2 separate regions of the Ovis aries genome follow, and region 2 is linked to region 1. The links are chromatin contacts, called in public Hi-C maps. All regions are on one chromosome and are shown on one strand. Each heading gives the region's core, a stretch centred on a gene start, on an enhancer-like site or on the middle of the called end of the contact. The rest is flanking DNA. Distances are from core to core; before and after follow the strand shown. Region 1 holds the start of PPA1 (inorganic pyrophosphatase 1). Region 2 overlaps PALD1 (phosphatase domain containing paladin 1).

What was found. A called contact is a pair of places that touch in the nucleus more often than the background predicts.
Region 2: a contact with region 1 is called in a Hi-C map of skin fibroblasts, with 2.6 times the contacts expected there. The contact joins the enhancer-like site here to the promoter of PPA1 in region 1. A contact is called at or near these places in 3 of 16 Hi-C or Micro-C datasets (muscle, skin fibroblasts and tail adipose tissue).

Annotation. Positions count from the first base shown.
Region 1 is chr25:25,653,536-25,658,454 of ARS-UI_Ramb_v3.0, forward strand. It overlaps PPA1 (inorganic pyrophosphatase 1), which reads right to left and starts at 2,953. Exons shown (of 9, transcript XM_060406860.1): 1 at 2,813-2,953; 2 at 542-600. The coding sequence starts at 2,876. NPFFR1 (neuropeptide FF receptor 1) reads right to left here. Exons shown (of 5, transcript XM_027962137.2): 5 at 3,007-4,919.
Region 2 is chr25:25,945,542-25,950,460 of ARS-UI_Ramb_v3.0, forward strand. PALD1 (phosphatase domain containing paladin 1) reads left to right here. Exons shown (of 20, transcript XM_027962462.2): 18 at 1,125-1,265. Among named protein-coding and RNA genes, the nearest start is that of PRF1, 47 kb to the right of the region's middle. Within about 2 kb of position 2,515, at least 8 of the 54 cell types and tissues checked have an H3K27ac peak or open chromatin away from gene starts, as enhancers often do.

The DNA.
Region 1 (4,919 bases), core at 1,703-4,202:
GTATTATGTATTAACATCTAAAAGATTTGCACTCACTGTGGGTCAAGTTTCCTGGCTGAATAAAAAACAAAAAACCTTAAAGGTATAAAAAGGAATCAGACATTTGTCCTTGTATGTATAAACTAAATATATATAAACTTTTCCTATTGGGAGGGAGCATAAAACAAGCAATGGCTTAAGAAAAAAACTATTTAAATTTGCACAAATAATACATGCTCTTTGCAAAGAGATGAGGAAATATAAAAAGGCAAAAATGAAAATAAAAACTGAAAGAGTTACCAGCAATTCTGGTGGGTTTTTTTTTTTTTAACCCAGGCAGCTTCAATACATTTGTTTCTGTTCCTCTGCTCCTTCTCCAAATTATAGCTGCTTCTTCTAACCAAAAAAATCTGAATCGAAGACAGTATCCTTTTTAGTCAATGCACCTTTAACTCGTAGCACAATGAGGCATTTTAAGCACTTGTTAAGACAAATAAGAAAATCCGCATGTCAAACTAACTGAGCTGAGCAAAAAGACTATGGTCAGAGAATGAGGTCTTACCTTATCTGCATAAATTGGAATATCATGAAATGGAGAGATATATTGTCCTTTTTCATTTTCTGCAAAATCAATTAGAAAATATTACTTTTATTGGTTAATTACATTTCCAGATGCATGAAGTACACGTTTTTCAAGACTTTTTTTCTTTTAAGAGAATGTTTAGATTTACAATAAAATTGAGAAAAAGGTATAGAGATATCCCACATACCCTCTCCTCCCTATATCAATATCACTCGCCAAATTTTATTCCCACCCCAGAGAAACTGGTTTTATACTTGACTGCTCCAAGGCCAGGTTAGGTTTTCATTCTACTTGCTCCTTAGGGGTCTAGGAGGTACTAACCTCTGGTGAGGGTGGGGACTGCTTTACAAACCTGTGTACCCCAGAGCCTGTCTGCAGTTTCTGATATACAAAAGGCAAGCAAATTGTTTGACCTTACATCAGTTAACAGAGCTAATGACATACCTGGGTTCAGGGAGAAGGGAGGGGACCAATTTGTCAAATTATAAACCATGTTGCTTTAAGTGGTGTTTCCAGGGAGACAGAGCCATCTGAGATCATAATTTTTCTTAAGGATAATCTAGTTGTAACTCACTTTAACAGGCAATTTCTGTATTCTAGAGAACTAGCTCCCATATCCAAAAAGTACTTCTAAAACTTCCTCACTATTCTTTAGGAAACTTAAGGCTTAGTCCACATTGCATTTCTTCACGATTAAAAATCAAGGTGGAATAGGAAAAACTGAGCAGTGACCACCCCCAATGACCCTTCAGAGTCAACAGTGACTTGTGATCCAACCCACTATCAGTTTTAAAAAGATTGGCAAATTAACATTATAGAGGTAAAAACTTCTCCTATTAAAGAAGGATGCTAAGAAGTCTATTAATTTTTTAATTAAAAAAAATTTTAGGTACTCACTACCTATGCATAATCTGAGTAAAAACTGTTTTTCTTCTGTAAATATAACTTGAAAACATATACTGTATCATCCCCGAACCTTCAAACTAGAGTCATTTCTCTAAGTCCCTCCTACAGAGGGATTCTGGAGCCAACACTAACTCCAAGAAAACTGCTCAGTGAATTATTTGTCAAAGGTTTCTGCATTGCCCTTGTTGCTGAATCCCGCAATTCATAAAATGGGTGGGGGAGGTCCCACGCTTTTTTGGATTTTAAACGGCAGTCTGAACTTCATCTAGTTGTGTAACTTTACAGCTCACTTTCCTTTTCCTCTAATACGAGGCTACTTTAGGCTAGGAGCTTTGTTCTTTCAATATTAACCGTGTACCCCCTCTTCCCGTCTCTTTACTGCTCTTCATACCCGGAACTCATAGAACTCAACGCACCTGCCCATTTCCTCTGGAACAAAATAGTGAAGCAGTTAAAAGAGAAACGCCTCCGTTATCTCTAATAATCTTGGAAGGGTGGAAGGGAGGGGGATGGTAAGAAGATACAGATAAACAAGAGATAGCTTTCCCCCACCTAGGAGGCTAAAGGAAAGCGGAGCCTACAGCCTTTAAGTGCATACTTCGGGTGGGTACCCCTTAGACGCGATCCCCCGGCCCAGGGGCCAAAACTTGGCACTTTCTTACTCATGCTTGCCCGACTGACGTCACCTGTTTGACGGGAGGGGAACAGCTTTCTGTTTCATAAGGCATCTTTCCAGCATCAGGGCTACGGGAAACCAAGCGTCAGGGAGACAGAAGCGCCACTGGGACCTCAGAGAGACCGGTCCAGTCCTCTACTGACCGCTCCTGATCCGGGCCTCAGTTTCCCCGTCTATAGGACGTGGGCCTGGACTTGACCCCGCCAGGTCCCCACAATCTGAGCTACAGTGGAGGAATTAAGGTCTTAAGATGTCACCACCATCACCTCCTCTCCCCCACCCCGTTCCTCCGAACTGAATAATCCTCTTACGGGCATTAGCTTAGCCCAAGACACCTTACTTAGGGTGGCTCAGTGGAGTCCTTTTCCCATCAGACACTGCCTGAGCCGGACACCTGCGAAACGAGCCTGGCGCAGGTTCAGGTCCAATCGGGCGTGTGAAATGGGAACGCCTATCCACGCCGTCCGACGCGCGAGCGGGACGTGTCAAATGAGGGCCAGGCCCTCCTAGACCCGCCGCCCAAGTCCCCGGGACCGGAGGAGGAGGCCGGCGGGGGCCCGAGACAACGAGCCGAGCGCGGGTCGCAACTGCTGGAGCGGGAACCGAAGCGAGGCCCGGGAATGAATGGGCGGGCTGGCAGGGAGGGGCCGTGGGCCTCCGACACTCACTGAGGAAGACTCGGTACTCGAGGGTGAAGGGCGCCGCGCGCTCCTCGCTGCTGAAGCCGCTCATCGTGCCGGAGACCAGCCGCCGCCGCTGCTACTGCTACAGAGCCACAAACCCGCACGCGGCGCCGACTGACAAGAAGTGAGCTCCGCGCCTGCGCACTGCGGAGACTGGCGCGGCGAGCAGGGCGGGGAGCCGCCTTTAACGCTGCTGGCGGGCTCGCACCCACCCCATGCGCAGGCGCACTTCGTAAGGCTGGCGAGTCCCGGCGCCCTAGCTCCACCCCCTCGGGCCGCGCCTCCGCTGACCATTGCTCAGCTCGCAGGCTGGGCCACGTGGCTGGCGGCCGGCTTTGGCCGTGATCCTTCTGACCTGGCGGGCTTTGTGCCTCTGACCTAGGAGGGTAACCAGTTCTCAGCTTGGACCACCTAAGAATTGACTGTCGACATCTCGCGCACACTGGGAGCTCACCTTTGACACACACCCTTCTCCGCAGAGTAATTCCTTATCTCAAAAGAAGTTTAATAGGAGTCAGCCGCTTTACCTGACGATCTGTGCCAGGCGGGAGCAGTTTTCTGATCCGTTTAAGCAAAGTTAAGGCATATTACTGACACCAAGCTGCAATGGTTCCCAGCTAGGTAGGAGCTCCATCACTTTCTAGCGTGTGACATCGAGCAAATTGCTGTTAACCTCTGACTCAGTTTCTCACCTGGGAAATGGAGCTGGTCAGAGTAAAGATTTCAAAGGTTGCAGGGATGATGAACCGAGTTGATGGACGTGAAGATACGTCCATCTAGGGAGGAACATCCCTAGACATCCAGTGATTAAGACTCTGCCCTTCTACTGAAGGGGGTGCGGATTCGATCCCACGTGTTACGTGGTGTGGCCAAAAAAATTGCAAATATGGAAAAGAAAGGAAGAGCTGGCTTGTAAGCACTCAGGAAGTGTAACTTGTTATTCCCACCCTTATCTGCAGAGGATTAAGTCCGCACCCTCTGCTTGCCCAACACTCCCCATGCCCTTAGGACTTCAAATGGAAGCATTGGAAAAGTCCAGGCCTAAACTCAGAGTCCCTTGAGGACGTTTCTCTCAGGCACAAGCTCTTTGAAGCTTATTTTTATACCACTGTTTCATGGTGTTCAGCCAGCCCCCAAAAGCTAAAGTCTGATTGACGTTATGGGCAGATAATTTACATCACTTACATCTCCAGTTCTGTATGTTGGGTTTTTTATGTAAATTTCAAAATCCTCAAACTAAGCAATAATTATTCACTAATTTGATTACAAAGTTATTTCAGAGAATGCCTGGTTTTATTTAAAATTTTTGATGGGTTGGGCCTCTTTAAATAATCTTGATTTTCTACGACATAAAAGATAATGTGCCTCAAAGATATTTTGATTTAAACTCTTTTTCCCCAAAAAACAATGTCTAATGTGTAAAATGAGATGTTCCCTGTATTAAATGAAAACCTAGTAAGTTAATTTTCCAGTTAGTGGCAGTATCCTTCCCTTGTCTCCATCAAAACTCTCGTTAATCTTCAGAAAGCCATGACTCACTGACCTTTTAAACGCTATACCACACAGCTTTACCGTAACTGGAACACAAGGGCAGGAAAAAGAAAATAGTAGAGCAGTAGTTCAGTCAGTAATGCAACAGATTACTGAAAGCTCAAGGTATCTCTGCAGAGTGAACACTAAGTAGGCTCACCTTCAGAGAGTTTCTTAAAAGGGTGTGGAATCTGAACTGCGCTGTCAGTTTTCTACCTCTAAGCAGATGGAGCTAGTTTTCTTAGAAGAACCCCAGAATCTCGTGTGTAACTGACTTGTGAACAGATGGAAATGATGCAATCGTCTGCCACATGCACTTTCCCTTTTGCTTCCTGCTACTAAGAGCAAGAAAATAAAGTCTTGCTGACCTCTGGACTTGCACACTAGCTCTTGTTTTATTGAATGTCTTGGGAGAGCCAATCAGCACCAACCCCAGTAAAAAGCCAAATCCTGCCTTTGCTCGGGCACAAGTCAGTGCTGTGTAACTTTCCCTTGCGAGCAGGTGCAGTGAGCCCCACAGGCCCTTTGGACCTTGTTCTCCTTCTCATATCCCTCTGGAGCC
Region 2 (4,919 bases), core at 1,265-3,764, 290 kb after region 1:
CGCCCGGTGTGCCAGCTCAGGGCCAGTTCCTCTGAGAAACACAGGGGTGAGGGAGACCTACCTCCCCAGCCCGACCACCAGTGTGATCCCGCTAGGACGCAGCTGTGGGGATGGGTTAGATTGAGAGAAGAGCTGAGTTAGTCCGGTTTTGGTCTTTTGTTCATTTACATCATCCCATGGAATGCCTCCTAGGTGGAAAATCTCTTGCTCTTGGGGGTCTGGGGGCTCCTTGTCTGGTGGGGAGTGGATGTGAACAGGTGAGCACGTGGGTGTGTAAGATGGATGTGTAGGTGGCGGTCGACCTCAGGGCTGTGAAAGGACTATGTGGGCTTTTGGGATGGGTAGACTGAGAGGGCTCCAGGAAGGCGCTGGGCCCATAGGAGGAGTTTTGAGTGAGGCTGGGAGGCAGGTGGGGTCAGACACTGGGCGACCTTGTAGATGTGGGGAAGCTTTCAGTTTTTATGTTGAGTGTAAGGGAGCCAGGAAGAGATTGAAGTTACCCAAATAGGAAGCGCTCACACTTACACTTTTGTAAGGCCTCTCTGGCTACCAGTGAGGGGGAGGAGGCGGGGCCGCTGCAGTGGGTGGGGGTGCTGGAGGCCTGGATCGCTGCTGGCGCAGGGTGTGGGGGTGCAGGGTAGAGTGAGCCAGAGCGAGGTCCACAGCAAGTGACTGGGAGGGTGGGAGGAGCCCTGCACTGCAGAGTGACCTTAACTGGCCTCAGTCTCCCCAGGTAAAGGAAAGCTGTCTACACTGGGTTTCCCAGAGCTGGGTGTCCCCGAAGTGCCTGCAGGGTGGAGGGAGAGCCAGTGGGGCCCCACCTGAGGCTTATCATACGCCCGCTGCTCACCCCGCCAGCTCCAGTTACACGACAACTATCCGTTTTATGGATTAGAGTCCTGGATAAGGTTCCATTTGAAGCAAGGTTCCTGCTGCTTGAAAAAATAAGCCCCTTGGGAGCCCTCGCCTCCGAGCTATCCGGGAACACCCTTGGGTCCCGTCCCTGTCTGAGAAGTGAGGGGCCATCAGGGCCAGTGCGGCCCTTAGTGTGGGCGAGCCAGTTGCTGGCGCTGGAGGCCCCCGACTTGGTTTCTGTTCAGCTCACCCCCTGCCTCTGGCCCCAGGTGGTGATGAAGGTGGTGCAGCTGCTGCCCGACGGGCACCGGGTGAAAAGGGAGGTGGACGCGGCACTGGACACGGTCAGCGAGACCATGACGCCTATGCACTACCACCTGCGGGAGATCATCATTTGCACCTTCCGCCAGGTGAGCCCCGGCCCGCGTGCCGTCCCCACGTGCACAGCCTAGGAGGGGCTGACCTGGGTGAGAGGTGGCTAGGGCGCCCCACAGGACCCACAGGGGCTCTCAGGCCCTTCTCCACCTCCGGGAGGTCAGGGTGATCCCTGCCGTGGAAGCACGCCCAGCCCTGACTTTCCCCAGCTGGATTCTGCGGTGCTCGGTGGGGTGTGTGCGGGGGTGAGGTTCAGAGGATTCGGCAGCTGCTGTGGCCCTGGGATCCGTCAAGGCTGTGACTGCTCAGACGAAACACCCTGTCCTCAATCCCTGTGGTGCCAGGCATTCACCCTCCAGTTTCTGGGCCACAGGAGGCCCTGGGGGTCCTGGGCAGGAGGCAGGTGGGTGGATGGGTCCTGGGGAGCGGCTGTTTAATATCCGGCAGGAAAGCCATCCAGTGTTTTCACAGCTGATGCTGCCTGAGGGACTGAGCATTCAGTTATACAAATCAGAAGTTTTCTATAAAAGTCCAGATTTCATATAAAAATTCAGAATTTCAGCCGATTTAGAAAAAACAAGCCCTTTAGTAAACCATGGTCCCAGGCACTCTCACACGTGGCCCAGCTGGTGCAGTCACATAACCCACGGGGGCTGCTCTGGCCCTCAGACTCCGGCCTCTGGTCTCTGTGTGGAGCATACTGACCTGTCTAATTCTGTTCCTCTCTGACCCAGTGAACTTGACTGTCTGCTGGGCAGAGGAGGGTGCTGGCGTGGGAGGGGACAATTGTGAAGGGAGAGGGAGCTTTGAGAAGACTGTGCCCCAAGTGAGTGAGCACCCCCATGGGTGCTGACCTGCGGTGGGGCAGCGGTCCCCAAGAAGGGGCAGCTCCGAGCCAGCCCCACGCTCAGCCTGCCCTGGGCACGCGTTGTGAATAGCTGATCCAGGCCAACCTTTGCTTAGGGTCACAGATCAGATCACGGATGGGGGAAAGGATGTTTGGCTGGAGGCAGGCCACCTGGGGTCAGTTGGAAGGGATACCAAATTTGGGGTGGGGAAAGTGGTTAAGGAGTTTCAGACTTTGCTGGGCTTTGAAAGATGGGAGATAGTTTTCCCCACGGCCAGCAGCTCCCTTTGGAGTTGCCTGTGGGTCTCCCTCCTGGCGGTCTGGTATCCTGCCACCAGGTGGCAGCAGTGAACCGAGAGCCCGAGTGCTTCCTGCTCAGGAGACGTTGAGAGAGTAGAGAACCAAGCTTCCACTTCTCTCTGTAGCTAGAGGCCTGAGTAGTAGGAAAGGAATGCCTAGCTCTGCTTCAAAATACCGCCGGTCCCCTCCCGACGCTGACCACACTCAGTCAGAGTACCCCTCTTCACAGCCTCTTCCTTCTGGCCCTGCTGGCTCTTTGCTGCCTTCAGGCAATCCAGGGGTCCCCCCACCCCACCAAAGCTGATAGACCCTCCCTCCTCTGAGCTCTGCAGCCATGGATGCTCACTGTGGGGCACACAGAGGGTGCAGCAGGGGGCATCAGGAGGGCATGAGCCTCGGGAAGAGAGGAGAGGTCCCACAGAGCAGGCCTTGAACCGTCCTGATGTAAGGAGAGCCAGGGAGCGTTGCTTCAGATGGGAGGGACTGCCTGTACAAAGGCCAGGAGCTGGGAAAGTGCAGAGAGTTCAGAGGTGGTGAAGGTGCTTCGGTGCCCACGAACAGAGTTGTGTTGGAAATTGTCAGAGATGAGATTGGACGGGTAAGCTGGCTCTGCTCTGTTGGCAGTGGGAGGGGAGGGTGGGGTGGCTGGGACTAAGTGCAGAAGATGCTCTGGCTGCTTTTGGAGTTTGGGGTGTTCTAATGGAAACAGAACCAGCAGAGGACTCTCGTTCCCTCCCCATAAGATCTGGCCACTTACCCCTATTCCAAAGGCCAGGATGGTGCCAACCTCTGCTGTGGGAAGAGGGGAACCCCTGAACCCCATCCCTGGTGTTGGTGATTGGGGGATAAGGGTCTGGGACAGAAGCAGGGTACAGAGTCATTCCCCAATGTGGCCACCAGGTGGCCCCAGTGAGCTGCGCTTAGGCTAAACTCTGAAAAGAGCCCAAGAGCTGAGGGGCCTGAGACACCCTCCAATTCAGTTCTTCTCACCCTGGCTGTACAATAGATTCACCTGGGAGCTTTAAAATAGGCCCATGCCTGAGCTTCATCCCCAGAGAGTCTGATTCAGTTGGTCTACTAGGGATGGGGGTGGCTAGGGCATGGATCTTTTCCTTAAGTAACAGGTAATTCTGAAGAGCAGTTGAGCGCTGCATACTCCAAGCCAGGGCCCTGAACTTTAGGAGGTTCCGGAGTACCTGGAGGATGTTAGATGCATGTTTCTGGGCCCAGCATGACCTTTGCTCCTGTAGGTCTGGGTGTCTAGCAAGCTCCTAGATGCTGCTGCTACTCCTGGGCGGGGGCCACAGGGGGGTCTAACATGTCGTGTCTTGCCCTCTTGATCTCTCCTTTGCTTTTATATATATATATATATATATATATTTTTTATTGAAGTATAGTTCACTTAAAACATTTCAGGGGCATAGCAAGGTGATTCAGTTATATATGTAATATATATATGTTTTCAGATTATTTCCCATTACAGGTTATTATAAGATATTGGCTATAGTTTCCTTGCTCTCTCCTTTTCATAACAGTTGTTTTGAGGTGTAACTCATACACCATACAAATCACTTATTTAAAGTGTGCAAGTCAATGGTTTTTAGTGTATTCACAGGGTTTATAATCATCACCACAATCAAGTTTAGAGTATTTTCATCACCCTAAAAAGAAGCTTCCTGTGCCCATTAGTTATCATTCCCCGATTTCCTCCCTTCCTCCAGCCCGAGGCAACCACCAGTCTGCTTTCCACCTCTGGGGATTCGCCTCTTCTGGACATTTCATATACTTGGAGTTATACAGTGTTTAGCCCTTTGTGACTGGCTTCTTTCACTGAGTGTAGTACTTTTGAGGTCTATTCGACTGTAACATGTATCCGTATTTCACTCCTTTTTGTGACTAAACCCTCTTCTTGTTGTATGGACAGATCCCATTTTGTCTCTCTCTTCATCAGTTGATGGGCATGGGCTGTTTCTGCTTTCTGGCTATCATGAATATAAAGCTGCTATGACATGCATTTGTGTGGACGTCTTTTGTAGGAGTGGAATTGCTGAGTCACAACTTTAGGTTCCATCTTTCGGGGAAACTGCCAGACTGTTTTCCAGAGTGGCTGTGCCATTTTATGCGCCCATCAGCGGTGTGTGTGAGGTTCCAGTGTACTGTATCCTCACTGTTACTGGTGATTGGCCTTTTTTTTTTTAATTAAAAAATTTATTTATTTATTTGGCCATACTGCATGGCTTGTGGGATCTTAGGTCCCCGATCAGGGACTGAACCCACATGTTCTGCAGTAAAAACATGAAGTCCTAACCACTGGACTACCAGGAAATTCCCTGGAAATTGTCCTTTTTGGTCTGTCTAGTCAAGGCTATGGTTTTCCCAGTGGTCATATATGGATGTAAGAGTTGGACTGTGAAGAAGGCTGACCACCGAAGAATTGATGCTTTTAACTGTGGTGTTGGAGAAGACTCTTGAGAGTCCCTTGGACTGCAAGGAGATCCAACCAGTCCATCCTAAAGGAGATCAGTCCTGGGTATTCATTGGA